Regions from separate parts of the Oryctolagus cuniculus genome. Here region 2 is linked to region 1. A link is a contact called in public Hi-C data. All regions are on one chromosome and are shown on one strand. The core of a region is the stretch at or near the end of the contact, and the rest is flanking DNA. Distances in the headings are between cores, read along the strand shown. Region 1 has its middle 53 kb from the start of DAPL1. Region 2 holds the start of PKP4 (plakophilin 4).

Region 1 (4,458 bases), core at 1,273-3,772:
CATATCTTAGGTTTCGTCTTGATTCTTTCTCTCCCAAATCCATTGAAATAAAGACAATTCACGTCGGGAGGAGACAGCATGAGGAAGATGAGAGCGTGTGCCTGCAGTTCAAGAACATCTATACAAGAGACTTCAAGAAGCTCACGGGAAATTGAATTAAAATGTAAGTTCATTTAATTGCAAAAACCCTTCAAATCTATGCATAGTTTTTTTTAATAACACATATCTTCCATGAATGCTTATGAAGACCTCACATCTATGGACTTCAAAATTGTTTTCACCAAAATAATTTGCATTTTATTCCATTTTTCACAAACGTGAGGAAGTGCCTTCATATTATATCATGGCGAGCTGACTCCAGGGCAAGTTAGCCAGGAGTTAGCCAAGTTTTCTTTGCCCGAGCTCCACGATTTGCAGGAAATTGTCATTGGAGATTCTTAGGTTTTCCATGACTTGCAGCTCTAACACCAAACACTGAAGCAGTCAAGGGAAGGGCCGGCTGGTATTCCTGAGCCCAGAGGCCCGCGGCAGCTCAGGCCAGGCCCTCCTGCTCCCTTTCTGAGTGAGTGTCTTGGCTCTTCACTCTGCAGCATAGAAATGGCTGAAGCCACAACAGCAAGCTCAGTAGAAAGGGGAAGACTCTCTCCTCCAGCCATTCTGTCTTAAGGATAAGCAAACTTCCTTCCCAGAATCCCTTCTAACTTCCTCTTGTTTCCTATTGGCCCAAAGCAGTCCCAACACTGCTGAACCAATCACCGTGGAAGGAGTCTGCTGTATCCTGACTGGCCTCCCGCAGGGCTCCTCAGTCCATTGGTGGCAAGGGATTCCTCTCAGACCAAGTAGGCCCAGCCCTGGAACCCTGTTATGGAATGACCAAGGCTGAGGAATGCAGGAGCAGTATGGCAGAAGAGGAAGTGGGCTTTTGACATAGGAAGGCAGCAAGACCAGTACAAGGACCCAGTTCACAGAGATGATGAGAAATGCCATGTGGGAGAGTGCTTAGTCCAGCCCTGACTTGTAAATCTCAGAGAATTTCTTAAAGATGAAGCCAGTGACGACTCATTCACACATCTGGGGGCCACAGCTTAGAGGACATACTTTTTTTTTTTTTTTTTTTTTTTTGACAGGCTGAGTGGACAGTGAGAGAGAGAGAGACAGACAGAAAGGTCTTCCTTTGCCGTTGATTCACCCTCCAATGGCCACTGCGGCTGGCGCGCTGTGGCCGGCGCACCGTGCTGATCCGATGGCAGGAGTCAGGTACTTATCCTGGTCTCCCATGGGGTGCAGGGCCCAGGTACCTGGGCCATCCTCCACTGCACTCCCTGGCCACAGCAGAGAGCTGGCCTGGAAGAGGGGCAACCAGGACAGAATCCGGCACCCCAACCGGGACTAGAACCCGGGGTGCCGGCGCCGCAAGGCGGAGGATTAGCCTAGTAAGCCGCGGCGCCGGCCAGAGGACATACTTCTAAATTGCTCCATAACCTGTGCCCACCCCATCGCCAGGATACTTCCAAACTCCAGAGTAGCAATCAGAAAACCAGCAGAGACGTACAACCTGCCTGAGCTTTCATTGCTTCCCGTTAATTTGCTTTTAACTATTTGCTACCTTCATAACAAGTGGCCTTATACCATTCCCATAGAAATGCAAAATACTGCAGGGCTGTCGTCTAGAACTTTCTGCAACGATGGAAAATTCTTTATGCTCTCCAATACTGTAGCCACTGCTCACGCGGGCTATTGAGCACTTGGAACTTAGGAGCTGAATTTTAATTTCAGATGCTTTTAATTTCAATAGCTACACGTGGCTAGTGGCTGCCCTAGAGCACAGTGTGCATTAGCCTTTCTCTTCCTGAAGACTGAGACACAGCCGTGAGTCGAGCGTGGAGCCCCTTGGAGCCAGGGTGACCAACTGGCTGAGCGGTACAGTCGGCACAGAATCCCCACGAGACTTGTTGAGCGTGCAGTGTGTGGGTGGGTGGGTGGTTGGAGGGGGGGATGGCAGAGCCCTGGTAGCTGGGTGGGGTAGCCTGGAATGAAGTGGGCACGGAGGGTGAGTGCTGTGCTGGGCTCCCTGCGGCGCTGGTGATGGGTCATAGCGTGGCCCAGGGCGTCCTTGCAGCCAGCTGGCCCTGCCTCCTGCTTCCTTGCTGCACTGGCCAAGATGATGCAGGCTGGAAAAGAGGGGAGGAAACCGGCCCTGGGAGCTAGCTAGCAAGGTTGGCAGCTTGGAGAATCGCCCCTTCTACCTCGGTGTTCAGCAAAGACCACAGCTGTCTCGGGAGTAACAATAGCTCCTGTGACGAGCGCTCAGCGCTCCTACAGGCGTACTTGACCTGTCTCTCCTGGCCAGGAAGCCGCCGTGATGAACCTATGGCGTGCCCGGGTGTGGAAGCGATGCCCTCAGCCCCTGTGTCATCCTGATGATCAAAGCTCTGTCTTCTTTAAGTCGAATCCAAAGGGCCTGGGGCTCATCTTTCAGCTGGGCTAGGGAGTAGCCTTTTTTTTTTTTTTTTTTTTTTTAAATCCCTGGTTTCAGAACTGAGCAGTGAAGCTCCATTTGCTGCTGCACTGGCTGCCCCGTCTGGGGTGTTTGTTGCTGTCTGTGCGCCACCTAGAGGCCGCTGTCTTCCCTGCGGCAGCACCTGCAGCTGTCAACAGGCTTTGGTCTTTCCTGGATCTCAGGAGTCACCCTCACTCTGCTGCCTTCCCCAGGCTGGCCTCTGTGCCCCAAACGCTCTTCCCACAGAGGCTTCGGCCCCAGGGAGGCCTGCAGAACCGCAAAGCCTTTCCAACACTTTCTAGCCGCTGTCAAAGGCACAGCATCATACAGGTTGTTTTCAGATCTAACGACAATGAAATGAGGCAGACACCAGGCTTCTGTCCCAAACCACACAAGCTCTGAGGGGCCAGGAGATGCATGTGGCCACCTGCCCGGCACTTCGGTGTGATGTTCATTTGCCCAGCACTCAAGATCCCGTCCATCTTATCCTCCTGCCCCGCCCACATCCATCCCTGCCGGTGGATTAGGAACTGACCCTAGGGATGGCGCTATTTTAGGGGAATCAATGCCAAGTATTTTATTTTTGTCCCTGTTAATTAAATTATTGTGATAAAATAGGCATGACACAGTGTACCGTTATGACCAGTTTCAAGTGTGCAGTTCAACGATGTTCACACTCACAATTCTTTTTTTAAGGATTTCCTTGTTTGTTTGAAAGTCAGTTGCAGTGAAGGAGAGGCAGAGGCAGAAGCAGAGAGAGAGAGAGAGAGATCATCCATTGACTGGTTCACTCCCCAGATGGCCACAACAGTCAGGGCTGGGCCAGGCCAAAGCCAGGAGCCAGGAGCTTCTTCCAGGTCTCCCACATAGGTGCAGGGGCCCAAGCACTTGGGCTATCTTCTGCTGCTTTCCTAGGTGCATTAGCAGAGAGTTGGATCAGAAGTGGAGCAGCCAGGACTTGAACTGGCGTGCATATGGGATGCCAGAGCCGCAGGTGGCAGCTTTACCTGCTGTGCTGTGGCGCTGGCCCCCACGCACTCACAATTCTAAGAACTTTCTGGCTGGTGCCGCGGCTCACTAGGCTAATCCTCCGCCTTGCAGCGCCGGCACACCGGGTTATAGTCCCGGTCGGGGCACTGGATTCTGTCCCGGTTGCCCCTCTTCCAGGCCAGCTCTCTGCTGTGGCCAGGGAGTGCAGTGGAGGATGGCCCAAGTCCTTGGGCCCTGCACCCCATGGGAGACCAGGAGAAGCACCTGGCTCCTGCCATTGGATCAGCGCGGTGCACCGGCTGCAGCACGCCGGCCACGCCGGCCATTGGAGGGTGAACCAACGGCAAAGGAAGACCTTTCTCTCTGTCTCTCTCTCTCACTGTCCACTCTGCCTGTCAAAAAACAAAACAAACAAACAAACAAAACACACACACAACTTTCTGTTCATCCCAAACAAAAACTCCTCCCCATTTAATACTAACTCCTCATTCTGCCCTCACTCAGTGGCTGGTGGCCTCTGTGCTATTTTCTGTCCCTGTGACTCGGCCTGCTGTGGGTACCACAGATAAACAGAATCAGGCACTCCCTACAGAATCAGGCACTCCCTACACACTGCACTTAGCCAAATATTTTGAGCTGCGGCTCACAGGCCTGGCTTTCTCGCTGTTTTCTCTGGAGGAGAACTGGGCAAGGAGTCCGCAGAACGGACATCAGCCATGCCCATGCCCACCCCCAACCCCAGCCTCTGAAAACGGCAGAGGTGCAGCGGCAGGGGGAGTGCAGCTCAGGTCTCTCAAAGCAGACAGGGAAGAAGGCCATTGTCGGGGCCTGGGCGGGTCAGGGCGGGACTGGACTTTGCTGGCCCAGTCTGAAAGCAATGGAAGGGAGGTTGTCCCTGTAAAATACGACAGAGAGGGGCTGCCCTTGCAGAGCTGTGAGTCTCTCGAGATCATCTGCCCCTGGGGCTT
Region 2 (4,458 bases), core at 1,385-3,884, 330 kb before region 1:
AGAGGATAGCGCGTGTTTAAGAGTACAAGTAGAGTATGAGGTTACAGGAGAAGTGTGGATACCCCTTCTGAGATGGGACTAGAGGAGGTGAAGATGTGTGAAAACAGAGACTGAGGTTTAGGGCAGTTGAGGAACCTCATGTTGGGTCCCTCAGTCAAGTATGAGGAATGATTATTTGCAGGAAGGCAGAAGACCAAGGACAGTGGGGCTCCAGCAAAGCAGAAATAGGGCACATGTCGGGGAAGTGCCCCGGATAATCGCTCTCCTGAGGAACAAAGGAATTTAGAGACTCAGTGAACACACAGCCAAGTCTGCATGGCATGACCTTCTACTGGAATAAAGTGACTTGTTAACCATTTCCAGCAATGTTTAGCAGTACAGAGGCAAGTTCAAATGTAGCCTTTCAATTAAATACAACAAAGAAAACAATTACTGTTGAGTGATAACTTACTTCAAGGAACATTATTCATGGTGGATTTTACTTACACTTTAATCATTAAAAACATGAAGTAACACAGTATCAAAATTCTTGTCAAATATGTGATCTGAGAAAAATACAAAATGAAAAGATTACTGGAGTTCTTTATGTATTCCTTCTGTGCTAGCCTAAGGCAAGAAAAAATTAATCACCCATTTTTTTCTTTCCATTATATTCTTCTTCCATGCATTCAATATAATTGAAATTTTTAAAAACCAAATCATTACTGTCTTGTCAGTACATTAAAACATTATTTACTTGTAAAAATTTCATTTCATTTTTTCTATTCTTCTGTAAACAGACACACAACAACAACAATATAGCCAGAAGTTAACAGCTGCTTATTTCTAAGATGGCAAGGCATGAGACAGCACCTCCTGGCTCTTGGACTGGTCCCTTCACAATCCTGATAATATTTAGGGGGAACATCACATGGTCTCCTGTTTTGTTCCACAATCAAACCTTGCAGAGGATTGCTAACTAAGTTCAAATTTTACTACAAGTTATGGAGTGATTTTTTATCCAGTCAGGCTACCATATTAACATTTCTTATCTAAGATTACATTTTGTCATCTTCAATTACAGTAAGACAAAAGCCAATAGAAAAGCAGATCACCCAACTTAAAAATTCAGAACAGTAGTTAGACATATGTAGCTTACACACACATTAATCTGTTTCTCTCAACAAAGTATTTGTAATTTCCAAAATCCTATCAAACCTTTTCACACAATATGGTTCATATAAATCGAGGGGCAGTAGCACAGTCTTCTTACTAAAGAGATGAGTGTAAAAATGGCAAAATCGCACACAGGAACCTACGAATATCAGGGGCCATAAGCTAATGCAAAGTCATGTTTAAATACTTAACGTATCCACTAAGCCCTAGTTTAACAGGTGGTCATTAAATAAGAAAGTTATTGACCAATACCAACTGGTATTGACAAGCTAGCACAAAGTGACTTTAAATGAAAATGGCATTCTTTATTAAAGCTGAAGGCTTTTGCTTGTGCACAGATCACGCCTCCGTTGGTTTCTTTGTCAAATTTAGAGATACACTGGAAAACATAAAACAGAATCCATCAAGCGTAATCTCGTTCCTTTCCTCTCTTGTGAAATCATCAGAAGGCGTGAAGGATGGGCTCTGTCACTTGGCCCTTTCTCCAGCCTGTAACCTCTGAGGGAAAACCGCCTTTACCTGTCAAATTCACAGCGCAGAGCCGTTTAACACGTAGGCGTCCGTGGGGGAGAGCAGAGAACGCACTAAACTACCTGTTGACCCTTTCGCATCCATCATACCTTCCGTCAGCCTGCTTCCTCACTAACATACCAGCCGAAGGAAAATTCTCCTTTGGGTCTCCTTTGAGGAGGGCTCTCAGGGAAAGGGGAGTGGTCGAGAAGAATAAGCCTACGTAGAATTCAGGGGGCTCGGTGACGTCGGGAGGAAGCAGCTACGCAAAGGATGGGGTGCAAACTCACCTGGTGAAGCAGAAACTGCACACATTTCAAAGGTCAAAGGCCATTGCCTCAGGGGCTCCCCGGACGCAGGAAAAGTGAAACGCCCACTCCCGGACTCTCACCATCCAGGATTAAGTCTACGGTTGTCTCAGCCGTTCCTGCCTTGGACGCCAGGGATAAACCCTACCGCGCACAGTTGGGGTTGACAGGAAGGCAAAGCTAGAGCTGCCCCAGATTTCAGAACCAGCGCCCCGGAACCCCCTCGCACTCCTCCGCCCGGCCCCCTCCCGCGCCGGAGGCCAGAAACACCTTCATCTTCCCTCCCCACCTTCTCCAGGCCTTCTCGCTCTTCACAGCATCGGTCTCTATGGCGACCTGAAACCGTAGCCCCCATTGGCCCGTTCAATATGAGGGCCGGGCCAATGAGGAGGGCCAGCCTTCTCCTTCCGACCAATGGGGCTGGCGGGGAGCAGGTCCGGGGACGGCGGCGTGCTGACGTTCCCGGGAGCCTGGGGCTGGCCGGGCAGGCGGGCTGGCGGCTGGGCGGGCGGCGGCGGCGGCCTCTGGGCAGTAGAGGGGGCTCCGGGACTGAGTCCGTGTCGACGCCGGCCGCGGAGGCGGCACCATGGGCACGGGGTAGAGGGGCGAGTTGGCCACCGCCGCCACCGGGGGTGGTGGGAGAGCCGCTCCGGGGGAGGGGGCGGGTGGGGGAGGGAGGGGCGGGCGGCCGCTCGGCCGCGGCACTTTTTTAATTTTTTCGGGTGTCGCAGCGGCGACCCCTCGGCGCGGATGTCCCTGATCCCTGGAGCGACGACGGCCGCTGCCTGACCTGGAAAGTAAGTGCGCGGGCTCGCGGGAGGGCACGGAGACTCCTGCCCCCGAGACCTCCGGACCTGCCGGCCGCGGGGCCGGGCGCCTCCCTCCCGTTACTCCGTCCCCAGCGCCTCGCGGCCGCCTCGGCTTTCCTGCCCCGCCTCGTGTTCTTGCCGGCACTCGCCTGCCTGCTCCCCTCCCCCTCAGCGGGCGCACAAGTTTCACCCTCCATTTGCTTTTCCCGGTGATTACTCTGCCCGGGTCTCCGGTCCGCGCCGCACGCGACCCCTCCCCACGTTGCGCCTTTCGGATCCGGAGCCCCCCCTGCCCCGAACTTGAGAGCGCCGTGCCGAGATCTCCTGGACCAGCGCCCGGCGGCTTCCCCGCTCCTGCCGCCTGGCTCGCCGCCCCGCGCCCCCGACACCCCGGGGCGCCCGCCTTCCCCCTGTCCCCGGGGCCGGCCGGCAGCTCCTAGTGCCCCGAGCCTGCATGCTGGCCCCGAACCCTTCCTCTCACGGCCCCTGCTGCCTGCGCTTGCCGTCTCGTGTTTGTTTGCCCCAGAGGCCCCTACTCCTGCGGGTCGAGAGCTCCCCGCCACCTTCGGTCCAGTGCGCCCCTCTCCTCGCCGCCTGTCCTCACGCTGCACCCTCGCGGCTCCCCAGCCCCGAGCCCCCAGGCTGCCCTCCTGCGCCGCCACCTTCTCCTCTGCTTGCCCAGAGTTGAAGCAGGGCTGCGGCACCCTCGGGCGGGTCGGGTGTTCCTGTCCGCCCTGTCGTCTCCCCTTTCCCCCGCTACCCGGGCGGCGAGGAGGCAACCGACGGGGCCAGGATTTGGCTGCGTGTTGGCCGAGTGCGACAAAACAGCGAGCGCGGGCAGTGGAGGCGCCGCGGCGGTGGTGGCCGCTCGGGGCGCAGCGGTAGTCAGGTGTGTGTGTGTGTGTGTGTGTGTGTGTGTGTGTGTGTCCAGGGAGCGACGCGCGCTGCCAGCTTCTAGGCTGGCGACAGATTGTGCTGGAATGCGAGGAATGCCTCAGGGGCAGAGTCCGGGCGGCCCGCCGCGGCCGCACTAGCCCCTTCCCGGCCCAGCTCTCACCGCGCAGCCAGAGGTCACCGGAGCATCTTCAGAGCTGGTGAGCCTCCTTCCACTCTTCGGCTCCCGTTGCCTCTCCATGCGGCAGAGAGGAAACGCGATGGTTCTTTGGGGCGCCAGCTAGCCTTTCCCGTGGGCTTTTACTGCATTGGTCTCCGGGACTGTGAATTTGCGGCCGATGGTGGTGCAGCCAAGGTTATTAATCGTTGCACAGTCTCTGCAAGTTTGGTTTGTGGGGTTTGGATAGCGCCTGGTTTTTGCTAGGATTTTTCTGAAAACCTGCAGGAACTGGGGGCCAAAGGTTCTTGGAGTAATGAGCTTGCAGCCAACATTTTTTAGCTCTGACCCAAAATGCCTGTTAGTGCTCATGGACAGGGATGAACTGCAAGAGAGAGCTTGAATGCAACACTTTGCTGTCCTCTAAGAATTGGAATTTTTTTGCCCTCATCATACTGGGCTGTGTTTAGACTTCGTATAATACGTAATGAATAGAAACAGAGAAGCAGTGTTTGGTCAGCGATGGGACAGATAGAACTGTCTGGTACAGTTAAATTTGGGGCGTGTCAGTTACCGCTGGAAGTAACCTGGGGACACCACAATCATGTATATTTCAAGATGTAAT

The links. A called contact is a pair of places that touch in the nucleus more often than the background predicts.
Region 2: a Hi-C map of an unstated tissue shows a contact between it and region 1, with 4 times the contacts expected there. The contact joins the promoter of PKP4 here to the enhancer-like site in region 1. A contact is called at or near these places in 3 of 6 Hi-C or Micro-C datasets (ear pinna, skin fibroblasts and an unstated tissue).

What each region holds. Positions count from the first base shown.
Region 1 is chr3:83,232,600-83,237,057 of mOryCun1.1, reverse strand. No RefSeq gene overlaps it. Among named protein-coding and RNA genes, the nearest start is that of DAPL1, 53 kb to the right of the region's middle. Within about 2 kb of position 2,522, at least 1 of the 8 cell types and tissues checked has an H3K27ac peak or open chromatin away from gene starts, as enhancers often do.
Region 2 is chr3:83,563,317-83,567,774 of mOryCun1.1, reverse strand. PKP4 (plakophilin 4) reads left to right here and starts at 2,634. Exons shown (of 23, transcript XM_070070840.1): 1 at 2,634-2,770. It overlaps CCDC148 (coiled-coil domain containing 148), which reads right to left and starts at 2,392. Exons shown (of 15, transcript XM_051849519.2): 1 at 2,263-2,392; 2 at 487-545.